Regions from separate parts of the Mus musculus genome. Here all the other regions are linked to region 4. A link is a contact called in public HiCAR-type and promoter capture Hi-C data. All regions are on one chromosome and are shown on one strand. Each heading gives the region's core, a stretch centred on a gene start, on an enhancer-like site or on the middle of the called end of the contact. The rest is flanking DNA. Distances are from core to core; before and after follow the strand shown. Region 1 holds the start of Dnajb9 (DnaJ heat shock protein family (Hsp40) member B9). Region 2 holds the start of Nrcam (neuronal cell adhesion molecule). Region 3 holds the start of Pnpla8 (patatin-like phospholipase domain containing 8). Region 4 holds the start of Stxbp6 (syntaxin binding protein 6 (amisyn)).

Region 1 (3,418 bases), core at 161-2,660, 860 kb before region 4:
CTCAGCGCTGTCTTCATTACCACATTTAATTTCAGAATATAAACCAATTACTGAAAAAGAAATCTGTCTTTTCTGTGTTTGGCTAGAACCGCAGGAAGAAAGGCAAAGGTGGGGAAGGAAAGATTTTTCTCAAATCTGTAAAATCTATTTGATCTTAAAGTGGTTAAAATAGTCTGTTTGCATAAATTTAACTTCCCAAATACTTCAGAAATATCGGTAAATAACATCTGCTTAAGGCTCACAATTAGTAAAACTTATACTTCTTTGAAAGCTGAGCTACCAGAGGAAGAAAAGTTTATACTTTGGATAAGTTGGGTTATTACTGGGCTTCCCAGATTTCTCAGCAAGTAAAATGTTTCTCTTTAAAACAAAGTTTTACCTAAGAACTATTGGTAACACATAATGATTCGAGATGAAGTGTATTTCTTTGCTTTTTTGAATGCTGTACCACAGAAGTCCTTAATGACCTATGATGACATAACAGGGCTGATGAAAAAGGCACTATGGTTTGTGGAAACTGCCAGCCAACCTCTCCTGTGGCCTATCCTAAGCATAATTAGCAGGTAGATTACTTTTTTCCCGAGACTTAGTCATAGTCACGCGTACCAAGTACAAACTCTCTAAAGAACTCAAGCAGAAAGCCTGGCGTTGTGCCCCACGCCTTTAATCGCAGCACTCAGAAGGCAGGGGCAGGCGGGGATCACTTTGAGTTCAAAATCAGCCTGGTCTCCATAGTGAGCTCCAGGGCAGCCAGATCTACCCTGACTTAAAAAAAAAAGTAGATTTTTTTTTTTAAAGTTAATGTAAGCGGAGCATGTCCGATGATGGTCGCCAGAGGCTGCGGTTGTTCGCTAGTCAAAGGGCTGGTCCACAACTGACAGCAAGGCGGCTCGGTGACAAACGAGATCCCGCCGCTTCAAGCTGCCCCTGGAGATGTTTTTAGTGCCCGAGCTTTAGCTTCCCCATCAAACCCACTCTGCCCAAACAATGGGATCGCCCTCCCCGAACCCGCTGGAGGGCTGGCCGGTCCGGCGTCCCGGCCCACTCCACTCAGAGCGTCAGCTCCATGCTCCGGCCCTGCCGGCGAGCTCCGCGACCTGCCGGCCTGGCCTCGGGGAAGACGACCCCCCAACCCCACCGCAAGCACGAGCTGTGACGCAGCCATCTCGGGGTACAGTCGCGTCGCTTGGCTTCCCAACGCGGCTGATAGGTGGTAGGACACCAAGGCCAAGGCGGAACACAAAGCGGGACCCGACTCGGCGCCACCCTCCCCGGTCCTTACCTGTGCGCCCCGACGCAGCTTCTCCACAGCGCGGCGGCCCGGCTCCGGTTCCCTGACCCCGGCCGCACAGGCTCCGACCTCGCCTCCGAACGCCGAGTAGCCTCCTCCCAGCTCGGCCCGTTCCCTACTGGCGGGAGCCCGTGGCTGGCGCGACCGCTTATAGAGCCGACCTACACGAAACGCTTCCCCATTGGCTCCCGCCGGCCCACCTGACTTTGGCGCCCTACGCGCACGTGGAAAACTGTTGTTGCCGTTTGGTCCTTGCGTCACTTCCGTCGCCACCCTCCGAGGGGCGGTGCCAAGGTGTGCGGAAGCGGAAGTGAGTCGACGATTTCCTCATCCTTCCCTGGGGCGCATCGCGCGCAGGCGCTTTAGAGGGTGCGCCGGGCCCTGCGTCCCCGCCCTAGAGGACAGGGCTCTCCGGCGCCCCTCGTGGGCCTTTTCAGCCTGCAGAAAGCTTCGCTGTTGAGCGGTCATCGCTCGCGCGGTCGTAATAAAGAGCTTTTATTCATAAGTGGCCAGGTGACCAGAAAACTCAGGTCTCACCCTTAGGCGATGTGTCATTGAGAGGCCATTAGAGCCCAAGCCTGCCTCTGTCATGTTAGTCTCTTAATCCTCAATTCCCCAAAAGGCGGGAGCCCACTGTATTGCACACTGCTTTGTAGGCAAGACCACGCTGTGTTGCTTTAACACAGCAAAGTTTGCACGGGGCTCGGGCTTTTCCAGCTCTTTCCCTCCCTCAGCTTGACCTCATTTCAACAGTAGGTATGTTGAAAGTACATCTGAAAGTGGGAAGGTGAGGTTCCTGTGAGGTTGGTCACTCAGTGCAACCCTGTTTCTTGTTTTTGTTTTAATGTTAATTTATTTTGAGTGCTCTACCTTCGTGTACACCTCTTTGCCAGAAAGAGGGTGTGAGCCACCATGTGGTTGCTGGGAATTGAACTCAAGAACTCTAGGAAGAACAGACAACCCTCTTAAACCACTGAGCCAACTCAAAGCTCAAAAACCCTGTTTCTCCTGCGAAAAAGGAGGCAAAAAGAATGTAAGCAACCTTGAAAACTGCCAGACTAGAATTATAACTTGTCCCATTATGTCTTCAGTTATGGAAGAGAGCATAATAGATATTATCTCAACAACAGCATGACATATTTCAAAAACAATAGGTAAGTACTTAGTTTTATTCAGAAGCCAAGGCAAGTTTGTCAAATTCCAAAGCCAGGTTTGCTGAGTTCCAACCCTGGTTCCCTTACATTGTAACTGAAAGACCCTTTGTTTAATCCTTTGGCACCTCTGATTTTTCTTCTGTACAGGTAAACAGATAAAGGAGGACTTAACAGGGAGTATGTACTTATGTGAAAAATCAATGTATTTAAAACATCCCATTTCTTTTCCTCTTGTAATGAAAAATAATTCTAGTGCTAGCCTGACTTTTCTGTTACTTCAAACTTTATTTTTCTCCCTGTGGTCAATTGGTAAGATTCTAGTAGATTTGCATGCATTGAGTGTTCAGCTCATCCTGTACCCAGGGTATGGTGGTGCACATTTATAATCTCAATGCTCTGGATGCTGAAGCAAGACAATCGGGAGCTCAAGGCCACACTGGGCATCCTAAGAGAGACCATGTCAGCAAAAAGAAAAAGAAAATAGTGTGTCTATCTTACAAGTCCAGAGAAACTACAGAAGATGGTTGTGATGGTTTGTATATGCTTGGCCCAGGTAGTGGCACTATTAGGAGATTATTAGGAGATATGGCCTTGTTGGAGTAGGTGTGTGACTGTGGGCTGCCTGGAAGTTTTCCTTTAGCAGGCTTTAGATGACGAGGTAGAACTTTCAGTTCCTCTTGCACCATGCCTGCCTAATTGCCATGCTCCCGCCTTGACAATAATGGACTGAATCTCTGAACCTGTAAGCCAGCCGCAATTAAATGTTGTCCTTTAACAGACTTGCATTGGTCATGGTGTCTGTTCAAAGCAGTAAAAACCTAAGACAGAAGTTGGTACCAGGGACTGGGATATTGCTGTCGTAGGCCTGAGCCTGCTTTTGTTTGGAAAAATGTGGATTTGGGGACTTTGGATCTGAAAAGCAGGGGAATGCTTTAAATGGGGCTTAATGGGCTATCCTAGTGAAAACATGGAA
Region 2 (3,186 bases), core at 580-3,079, 750 kb before region 4:
CTCTGTGTAGCGCTGGCTGTCCTGGAACTCACTTTGTAGACCAGGCTGGCCTCGAACTCAGAAATCCGCCTGCCTTTGCCTCCCAAGTGCTGGGATTAAAGGCATGGGCCACCAGGCCCAGCTAACATACTTTTTTTTTTTTTTAAGTGCTTTTATCTTTCTGATCTGGAGTTTACCAACCTTTCACTTGAGTTCCGCTAGGAGGGTGGTGGTGGTTAAAAAAAAAAAAAAGTTACAATTTATAATTAAAAAAAAAAAAAAAGACAGCTAAAACCAAGTTTCTGTGTTTACGTAGTCTAAACTTCTGATTCCACAGGGTTAGAGCAGGTGGAGAGAGTGGGGCACATGCTGGTGGGTAGACTGATCATTACTAGCGTAGCTAGGCACATGCTTGGTTTCAGAAAATTTGAGGTCAAGTTGTCGGGTAGTCTCCCTGAGAGGCCTGCAGTATGGATATGGATTAAGAAACTTGGTTGAGAAAATCAGGCAAAGGGAGAAAAAGAGAGAGGGGAGGGGGAGATAGGACTGAAAAACAGAGGAACGTCTAAAGCCTGTTCACCCCAGGTACCACTGGAGGGCTCCATGGCTCTCTACGGAGGTGCTCCTCACGGGAAGAGACATTCTGTGCTCTGTCCTTGACACAGCATGGCACAGTGGTTAAGACTATGGGTTTCGGGATCAAGTGTGAATCGTAGTACTCTTTGAAGCTTTGAAGTACTTTCTTTTATGAAGGGGATCCTGTATGTTTGGGCAGTAGGAGAAAGAAGAGACACTGTGCACATGAGTGAATGTGGGTTGAAGCTTAAGTTCAAAGTAAAGTCACAGCAGGGCAGAGGAGCTATCAAGACTCTGAAGCATGGCCCGGGCCAGATCTGTTTTTATTCATGAGTGCCAATCTAACACCTATTCTGGAGGCTGAAGGTAGAGGCTGAAGAGAGCTTCCAAAAGTAAATGGTCCAGCTGGGTAATACCAGGCTGACTGTACCCGGGCCTGCAGAAGGAAGTAGGCCCAGGTAAGAGGCTATGTGCCTTGGACACCATCATGCTGGAAGGGGTGAGGGTCCTGAAGAATCTGAATTGTGTAGTATGCAGTGGGTTTACTCAAATTCTACATATTCTTTTAAAAAATTCTACACACTTTTGCATTGAAAAAACAAACAAACAAACAAACACAAAACTTGTATAATACTCTGCAATCTGAAAAGCTTATGTCAACTACTCCAGAAACCCAATCCCTACTGAAAGTAGCATCCGCTTACACGCTAAAGGGACCCTTCCTCAAGTGTATTTGAAAATGACAGTTGTAAAACTATAAACCAGTACCCAACCCATGCCAAGTAGAGTTTGCAAAAGCACGAAATACTTTAGAGGAATAGAAGAGAGGCGGAAGGATTGGAGGTGAGAGGAGGGCGGGAGGGAATGTGTGATCCGGATCCATCCATCACACTCACACGGAAATCTAAACCAAGGAGAGTGGCATTTAAAACACTGGTTTTCTGGAACATCTTCTGTAGACACATCCCAGTCACCCATTCCCCTGAACACTCAAGTCCTGAGTTCCTGGCCCTACAGCCACCACCTCACCCGGTGCGTGGTGGCAGAGGTCCGGAGTAGCGCGACCTCTCAGGTGAGAGGCCACCCAGTCCTCAAGGCGCTCAAGGCCGGAGCCCATTCGCTGCAGCCTAAGCTGTGGGTGGGTGGGAGGGGGTTAGGCCGGAGGGGAGGGGGCGGGCGACGCCCGGTGAGTGCGGGGGAGGGGGACGCGGGGACGCTAAGAGAGTCGGGAGGGGCCTGAGCGCGACGCTGGGTATCGCCGGGAGCGGAGGGCGGGAGCGGCGAGGACGCGCGCTTCGCCTGGGTCGCTGGCGGACGCGCGCCGGAGTCCGAGCCTGAGACGCGCGGGCGCGAGGGACCGTGCAGAAACGGAGACTGGGGCAGCTGGAGGCGACAGCTTCGGAAGCTTCGGAAACACGCACGACAGCTGGGCTCCGGGGTCTTAGGCAGTAGCGCCCCGGCAGGGAGGTGGGCGCGGCACGAAAACGTGAGTAGCCCTGGGTGTGTCTGGCGGTTGCATTAGTGACATTCTGTCCTGGTGGGTGGACGCGGCTGGAGCAGAACAAGGAGCCCGAGGCTGCCGCGTTGTCACTCAGACACTGGCGCCCCGGCTCAACCCGAGCTCTTGTGGGAGTCTGGCAGCACTTGCAGCTTGGGAGAAAGAGGTCGGCGACTTCGTTTTCTCTTGCAAGCCCTTGACATAGTCGGGGCGCTGGTTGGAAAAAGGAGACGCACGCCCTGGGAGGACGCGGCTTCGACCCCCGCAGCTCGGGTACCACGGGCGAGAGCCCACCAGCTCCTTGGGTCCCGGGTTAACTTCAGCCTCTCTGGAAGCCCTGACTAGAGGTCTGCCTGTGGACAGACCGGCATTACACAGCTTTCTGGGCTGGGACGCAGTGGATGCAGTGTCACAAGACAGGGTCGCCCGGCGGCGAAGCGCGACTGAGTCCCGCTGGTCGCGCTGCAGCGTGCGCGCGTTCGTGTCCCCACGGACACATCTGGGCGTGGGCTTTGTTCAGATGTGCTCACACCTGGGCGAATCGCCGTGAGCGGGCGGGGGGCGGGGGAGGGGAATCGGCGATGCTGACTGCCCACCTCGGCTTTCTCAGCCCTGGCGAGGACTCAGGGAATCAGAGGGGAACAGGATAGACACCAGGGATGGTGCGCTGGGGACACTTGCTTTGTTGGCTTCCAGGTGAGGGCCGTGACAGTTCCCCCACCACACACAGCCTCTGTGGACAGGGGCTTCTCAGGGCTGGTGTACCGGGTTTGGGACAGACTGGGAAGAGCCTCTGCCCTGAGCAGGCTCTCAGGGTGGGATCTGACTACAGCTTCGCCCGGGAGTACTGTGGTGAGCCTGGAGTGACTGCCCGCGTTAGAGCATCATCTAGCTGCGAGCGCCATCTGTGCCCGGCACCGCCCCGGGCCCTCCAGGCAGCGCGGGTGGGCGCTGCGGCTCTCTGGTTCCCGGGGTGTGTGGATCCGGCTACTCTCGGTTCACATCTGCCACGGCACAGAACAGGGACCGGATTTCACAGTAGGCAGAGCTAGGGAGTCATTCTCTGAGAAGTGTTCTCTGGATAGCAGGTGCAGCACGAGTTCCCTGAGTCCACCGGGCTGGTAGGCAGGTCA
Region 3 (3,187 bases), core at 595-3,094, 810 kb before region 4:
AGCCACACAGTTAAAGCTTGTCACATCCCTGTGGTTTACCGAAGAAGTGCTCCTGGCCCAATCTTTCTGCTCTGGGAAAACACATGATCATTTTGCAATTCTGAAAGATAACTTTCCCTGCAGAAGAGACTGGGTTAGAGGTTAGTTACAAACTGTAGAACCAGTTTATGTGAGACTGACATACAGCAAGCTCTACACTAAGGAAAAAGGAGGGCGAGAGCACAGAGCTGAAGAAATTGTAAGAGATGGTAAAGGAAGATCCATTAAGCTTTATTTCTGATTAGAGGTAAAATTACTGACAAGGGAAGGAGAGGAGGAATTGACAGTTGCATGGAAATTTCTAACATAGGAAGAAAATCTGGGTATATTATCTAACTTAAGGAATTACATTATTAAACATTAGAAACAAAGGGAGAAGGCATGGTGAGTTACTGACTGCTTGACCAAGATTTAGTTAGGTTCCTTTTATGACTTTTCACAGTACCTGTCATCTTTTGGCCTCTGCCTTGGACCTATCTAAGTCCAGTGTTAGGAGGAATCGTCTAAGTTGATATGAAATTAATCCCCACTCTTGGTATCTGGTCATTCTCATCTTCTCTCACCAAGAATCTGCTTCTTTTCAGCAAGAATGTCTGTTACCTTTGACGTGATGTCATTTCTTAGTAATCTTCCATCCAATGACCACCCCCTTTGCCTACTGTTCTAAACTCTACTCTTTGTTGTGTCAGAACCTGGAGCTGACAGCTCACTATGGTAATAGTTCTGACCTTCTACCATTTCAATAGTGTCAGGGTATTTTAATATTAGTAAATTAATAATAAAAAAATCAAGAGCTAAAGTTATTTCCAAGCCTTTCTTAATTTTTGGAGTACATATTTGAGCTGTTGTGAGGCTATTTAACAGCTAATACACTGCTAGGGTTTACCAGACAGTATGGTAGACACAACCCAATATCATGTGTTAACCAAATGCCTAGTATGCTCATTTACTCTTTTTTCTTTTTTTTCTTTAATTTTTAGGGGAAAGAAACGTCAAGGTCTCCTCATGTAGCCTGCTCTCGCCTCGAGTTTATAGGCCTACTACATTTTTTACCTTTGTAATGTTTAACCTCTGTAATCCAAAGCCCCTTAATTAAAAACTGTCAGTGAATCTGGCAGCACATGTAATGCCCTTCCTAAAGGGCTTTACAATCATTTTCATTTTAAGGGCTGGCCCTCTGCTACTCTTGAAGGTGAACACTGAGGTCCTAATCTGATGGTCTAGTTAACTAGATAGCACTAGACCTGTGGCGGGTTGTAGTTTGCCTCCCTGGTATACAAAAATTTCAACGTGTTGATTACAAGACCATCAAAGGGGTAGTACACGCTAACTCCCACAAGATGGTATATGACAAAGAGCTTTTAAGTTGACAGACCCCGTAGCTGTTCTAGAAACAAAGAGGAGGTATCACCACAGCAGGATCACAGGGTCCAGCCAGGCTGCTCACATCCAGGCTGCGGTTAAAGCGGTTCCCTGGAACCTAGGCAACACAGCGCGCGCAGAGTCTTCTGGCACGCTCAGCCCAGCTGAACTTATTTCTGAACTATTGGTAACCCGCAAGCAAGCAACCAGGCACTCTACTCTGAGACAGCGCTGAGATTAAAAGCCATTGATCTCCGCCTAACCGTCACAACAGATCATAAAAGTAGCACTTGCCCCTTCCGAAGCGGTGCCTCTCCCAAGCACTCAGCTCCAACAAACTCCCCGCCCCTCCCTCTCTCCACAGCCACGCCCTATTACGTAGGCTTAGGAGGGCAGAAGGCAGAAAAACAGGCCCTAGAGCTTGCGTCACTTCCGCTGGGGGCGGGGCGTAGCGGTGGGTGGTGCTGGTCACGCCAGTGTTTGGGGTCCGGGCGCCGCAGCTGCGAGCAGGCCGGGCGGGCCGATGCGGACCTCAGAGCTGGCGGGAGGCGAGTGGCGGCCGCGGCGCCCGTGACTACTGCCTGCGTCCCGGTGAGTGGCCGGAAGGCGGCGGGGTGGCAGGTGGCCTCCGTGGCGTGGGCGCTTCGCCGGGCTCTCCCGCGGGCGTTTCGGAGGCCCGATACGCAGGCCTCGGGGTCCTGGCGGGCGCTTGGCCCCGACGCCCCGATGCCGCGGGCGTGGCCGCCGGGTGTTTTGGTTGGTTGCGCCCCGCCCCCGCCGGTGGTCCCGCCCAGCCCCTCTCTGCAGTGGCACGCCGGGTCCTGAATGGGCTGTTCTCTGGCAGATCACTGGAGACGCGACGTTTTCTCTGATCTACCTCGACCTTGACTGGGCAGCGTGTGCTTTGTGTTTTGGTGGCTGGATATTTTTACTTCTCAGCGATTTGCTTTTTCTTCCCGTCCTATCCCAGTGCGCTGTTGCTTAAGCAGAACCAGATGCGCGTCCCTTTTAAAAGATGAAAAAAACTGTATGAGTCAGCAGGTTGCAGAGCCTCTTGTCACTGTCATTTCTGTCATGATGCTGGGGGCGGGGCGGGGGGTGGTACGACCAGTTTTCACGCCCATTACAGCAATAACTTTAAAGAAAAGTGACCTTCAAGGAATATCTTAGGAGATAGATGTGACATAAGCGGCTATCCTAGAATGCATTTAAAATTACCATTTTCATTTCCAAGTTGTATTATGGACCGAATTCCTGATTGTCAAAAATATATTTCAGGTTCTCAAGGCGGTTCATTACCACAAGGAAATGGGAAGAATGTTTTTAAAAAGTGAGGATTATTATAAAAGTACATAAGAGTGAATTGAAAAGCTTATGTTTTAGTGAAGCAGTCAGTTGTACCAAATTCCATATAGCTATTTTGTGAAATTCGGTATGCATATTAGATGAATCTCCAATATAAAGACCTCGCTTCATAGTTTTTGCTAATTGTTCTATTCTCTATCTTGTTTTGTATTTCTCCATCTAATTTTAAAATCTTGGTAACAGTGGCCCTCTTCATAATGATGTCAGATTAGTGAAAAGGTCAGCTGCACTAGTCTATATTAATACATCCATACTTTCCCATGCAGAATTGATACAAGAACAGTCTGTACTTGAAGTTGTTTTTTTCAGCCAGTAAAGATGGGATTTGTTACTTTATTTGGGGCACATAACGTTTGTGCAAAGGTCAGAGCTAGACTCTTGTTTCACCTCCAGTTCCAACTCACTCCCAATCGCTTGTATT
Region 4 (3,085 bases), core at 198-2,697:
AAAGAGTGAGGTGCCTGCATAATTATTCTGTATTTCTTCCCAATGCAGCCTCCTCATCAAGGCAAACAGCTATTCACAGCCTGGGCTGAACTCCTCCACACACCTCAACCCTTTTCCCCTCCACCACACCCTGTTAGGACAGCACTGCTCTGACTGATGTGCAGGCACAATTCTAAAACTCAAAACAACAAGCGGGGGGGGGGGGGTGGACCCAGAAGGACCGTGGCCATCCTGAACATCCGTGCAATATGCATACTGCCGTTTTCAGGGCCTCGGAGTCTCCCAGAAGACCTTAGGAGACTATGAAATGAAGAAGGCATTCCTCGGTCCCTGCTCCTTCCCACAAAGTCCGGGTTGAAGAATGATAGAAACAGGAGATGGTTGTTAACGAAGTCCAAAGCAAACAAGCTCGCATGCACTCCTCCTAAAGAACGGTGTGCCATTCTAAACTCTCTAACTGACCTTTGGGTCCTGGGGTCTGTGATAATGTAAACCTGGGGAAAGTCAGAAAGAAAAAACAAGCCATCCATCTACTCCAGCTTCTCTGACCCGCCATATGGGTGAGCCGGATTCTGGCGCGCTCTGAAAGAGAATTCGGAGCCCCGAGGGAGGCCTTGGCTGAGCCCCTGACCACTTCTTAGGTTGGGGGAAGGGGCAAAAGCTAAGGGGCCCGGAAGCTAACCCCGTAAGAAGTACCAGCCTCAGTTTTGGCATCGATGATCTTCCTGGAAGATGCCAGCATTCATAGATGGGGTGATTTCGCTAATTTCAGCGGAGAGAGCTCTGGCTAGGGGCGCTGCGACCCACTGAGTTCTCCAGGAGGCAGCCCAGGGGGATCGTTCTGCCGAGCAGGCAGTGCGGACCTAAGGGCTCCACCACCAACTTTCTCACGGGAATCTGACCTGCTAGGTTCTGGCCAATGTAGCTCCCACTCCTGGTCCGGGGTTGGAGGGAGAATCAGCTACCCCGACCCCGTTCCGCGCGCACAAAGCAGCTGAGCCCTGTGTCCAGCCCCTTCTCCTGCCGCCCTCCAACTTGCCCGCGCGGCTCTCCGCGCGCCTACCCTCTCCGCCTGCCCCGCGCCGCGCATCCCAGCCCGCAGCCGCGATAGCTGCAACTGTACGCCGGGTAGCCTGGCCTCCCCACGCCAGGAACCTACCGTGCAGCCTGGCTCGTGCTCGGGCGGTGCCTAGTGCGCGGCACGCGTCCCAACCGAAGACAGGGCTCCCCCGCGGCTGCCCCGCGCGGAGATCGGGGCTGCAGACTAAGCTGGGCCGGCTCGGCTTCTGGCTGATCGCGGCTCGCCGCTCCCGCGCGGGCTCCTGCCGCTGTGCGCGAGGAGGGAGGGGTCGGGGAAACTCCTGGCAACTCCAACTCCGGGCGCCAGAGCTCCAGCTGCAGCCTCGCGCCGGCCCGCTGCCGCCGAGTGCGAGCTAGCAAAACCAACCTGCCCCCGCCGCTGCCTGTGAGCATGCCCAGTGCTGCTGTGGGCGAGCCACAACGACCTGGCCTGGGGCAAAGATCGGTAGCCCAGGGCTCCGGGGCCCCGCCACAGGCCCAGAGCCCGGGGGACAAGTGGGGGCGAGCCCTTGGGGCGCGGGTTAGCAAGTGCAAAGCGGTGAGAGTCCCATGGGTTGTGGGAAGTTTGTGGGCTGGAAAGATGGGCTGCTTCTGGGAGCCTTTGCAAGCAAGTATTTAAAAAACAACATGCTACAGGAATGTGGGCCCAGCAGGTGGGGTTTTATTCAGTCGCAAGCTTACTTGGGGTGACAAAATCCAAGAGCTAATGGGGCCTGGCAAGCCCAGTAAATGAGTGAAGCGGGAAGGAGGAAGCCAGCTTGAGGGAGCTCCGCAGGCAGAGCAACTGCTGTGCTCTAAGCGCCCAAGGCTATCGTGAAGGAAATCAGACCTGGTTTTGCTGGATTTTATTTTATAAATAAATAAGTGGTTAACATATAGGGTTTTGTTCGTTCAGAATATTCCGGTAATTGAGTCTTGCCAGAGGAAAAACAAAAGAAGAAAGAAAAAAAGAAACTAGAGTTTAGACCAAAAACCCATTGCTGGGTCCAGTGGCTGCTCAGCCAATCTGAACCAAGGAGTTTTGTGGAGAGGAGAGGTGCTGAGCGCCTGCCCACGGTGGCTTAGCAAGGCGCTGGCAAGGATCCAGGATGATTCAGACTGCCTTCAAAGTGCAAGGGGAAATAGGTTTTCCTGACAGAAGCGAGCTAGTGATAAACGCTGGATCATTCGGAGTTAACTAATGCGGAAAGTGGCTTTGAGAACAAACTTTGAGGACGCTTCCGAAGTCTAAGCACCTGGGCTCACTGCAAGGTAAACTAGACTCAGCCTAGCTGCTCAAGAGTCCCTGAAAGGCATATTACATTCTGAAACAAAAGGAAGCCCCCCCCCCCCGCCCCCGTAGTACCGGCCCTGCCTTTATTTAAAATTTTGATATTTTTATCCTTAATTTTTGTATTGATTTCTTTCCGTTTCATACTGCATTAAAACTTTAATTTGATCACCGAGTTCTTTGGCCAACCTTTCCACTTTGTGTCCCACCTCATTCTGGCCTGATCCTCCCTGGCGGAAGAGAAAGCTGCAAGATTTGGTACATGAAGAGAGCAAGGTGGGACCCCGAGCTCCTGATTGCTAGTCTGTGATGCCTGCTTTTTATTTGGTAGAATGTGTTGGAACCAGCTGAGACGCGGGAGAGGAAAAAAAGAAAATCAGTATCATCCAAAGATACCTCTTCAGGGAAGACATGTTGAGCAGTAGTTAGGAAAGTAGTTCGGAGGAGAAGAAAGGGTTGCTCGTGATATGATCGCTGTTTTATGAAAATCCGAAGCATTTCACTGATAAGGCTGTCTGCGTTCTGCTTATCTCTGGAAAGACGTGTGGTTGGGTTATCTTTTTTACCGAAAAATAATAATCGGGTTTTCTGTCACTCTCAGCCATTCCTCCATCAGTTAAGGAGAGCAAATGGCTTCTCTCCACAGCTGTATTTTCCTCAGCTTTGAATTAGAAGACAGTTCTCATTATTTATGAGAGGTTTAGAAGTGGTGTGTGGTTGTGGGTTTTTTTAATA

What was found. Promoter capture Hi-C pulls out the DNA fragments that hold promoters and counts their contacts. HiCAR-type assays count read pairs that join an accessible place to other places.
Region 1: a HiCAR-type map of astrocytes shows a contact between it and region 4, with 2.5 times the contacts expected there. The contact joins the promoter of Dnajb9 here to the promoter of Stxbp6 in region 4. A contact is called at or near these places in 1 of 39 promoter capture datasets (cranial neural crest), 1 of 115 datasets of contacts at active chromatin or transcription factors (astrocytes) and 1 of 9 other capture datasets (adipose tissue).
Region 2: a contact with region 4 is called in a promoter capture Hi-C map of embryonic stem cells, with 7 read pairs. The contact joins the promoter of Nrcam here to the promoter of Stxbp6 in region 4. A contact is called at or near these places in 2 of 39 promoter capture datasets (cranial neural crest and embryonic stem cells) and 1 of 484 Hi-C or Micro-C datasets (embryonic stem cells).
Region 3: a contact with region 4 is called in a promoter capture Hi-C map of liver, with 5 times the contacts expected there. The contact joins the promoter of Pnpla8 here to the promoter of Stxbp6 in region 4. A contact is called at or near these places in 4 of 39 promoter capture datasets (cranial neural crest, hippocampal neurons and liver), 2 of 484 Hi-C or Micro-C datasets (both in embryonic stem cells) and 3 of 115 datasets of contacts at active chromatin or transcription factors (astrocytes, extraembryonic endoderm stem cells and neural tube).

Annotation. Positions count from the first base shown.
Region 1 is chr12:44,208,658-44,212,075 of GRCm38.p6, forward strand. It overlaps Dnajb9 (DnaJ heat shock protein family (Hsp40) member B9), which reads right to left and starts at 1,411. Exons shown (of 3, transcript NM_013760.4): 1 at 1,283-1,411. It overlaps Mir5627 (microRNA 5627), which reads left to right and starts at 1,656; the gene lies at 1,656-1,716.
Region 2 is chr12:44,327,056-44,330,241 of GRCm38.p6, forward strand. It overlaps Nrcam (neuronal cell adhesion molecule), which reads left to right and starts at 1,830. Exons shown (of 31, transcript NM_176930.4): 1 at 1,830-2,041.
Region 3 is chr12:44,267,310-44,270,496 of GRCm38.p6, forward strand. It overlaps Pnpla8 (patatin-like phospholipase domain containing 8), which reads left to right and starts at 1,845. Exons shown (of 10, transcript NM_026164.2): 1 at 1,845-1,992.
Region 4 is chr12:45,073,036-45,076,120 of GRCm38.p6, forward strand. It overlaps Stxbp6 (syntaxin binding protein 6 (amisyn)), which reads right to left and starts at 1,448. Exons shown (of 6, transcript NM_144552.3): 1 at 1,160-1,448.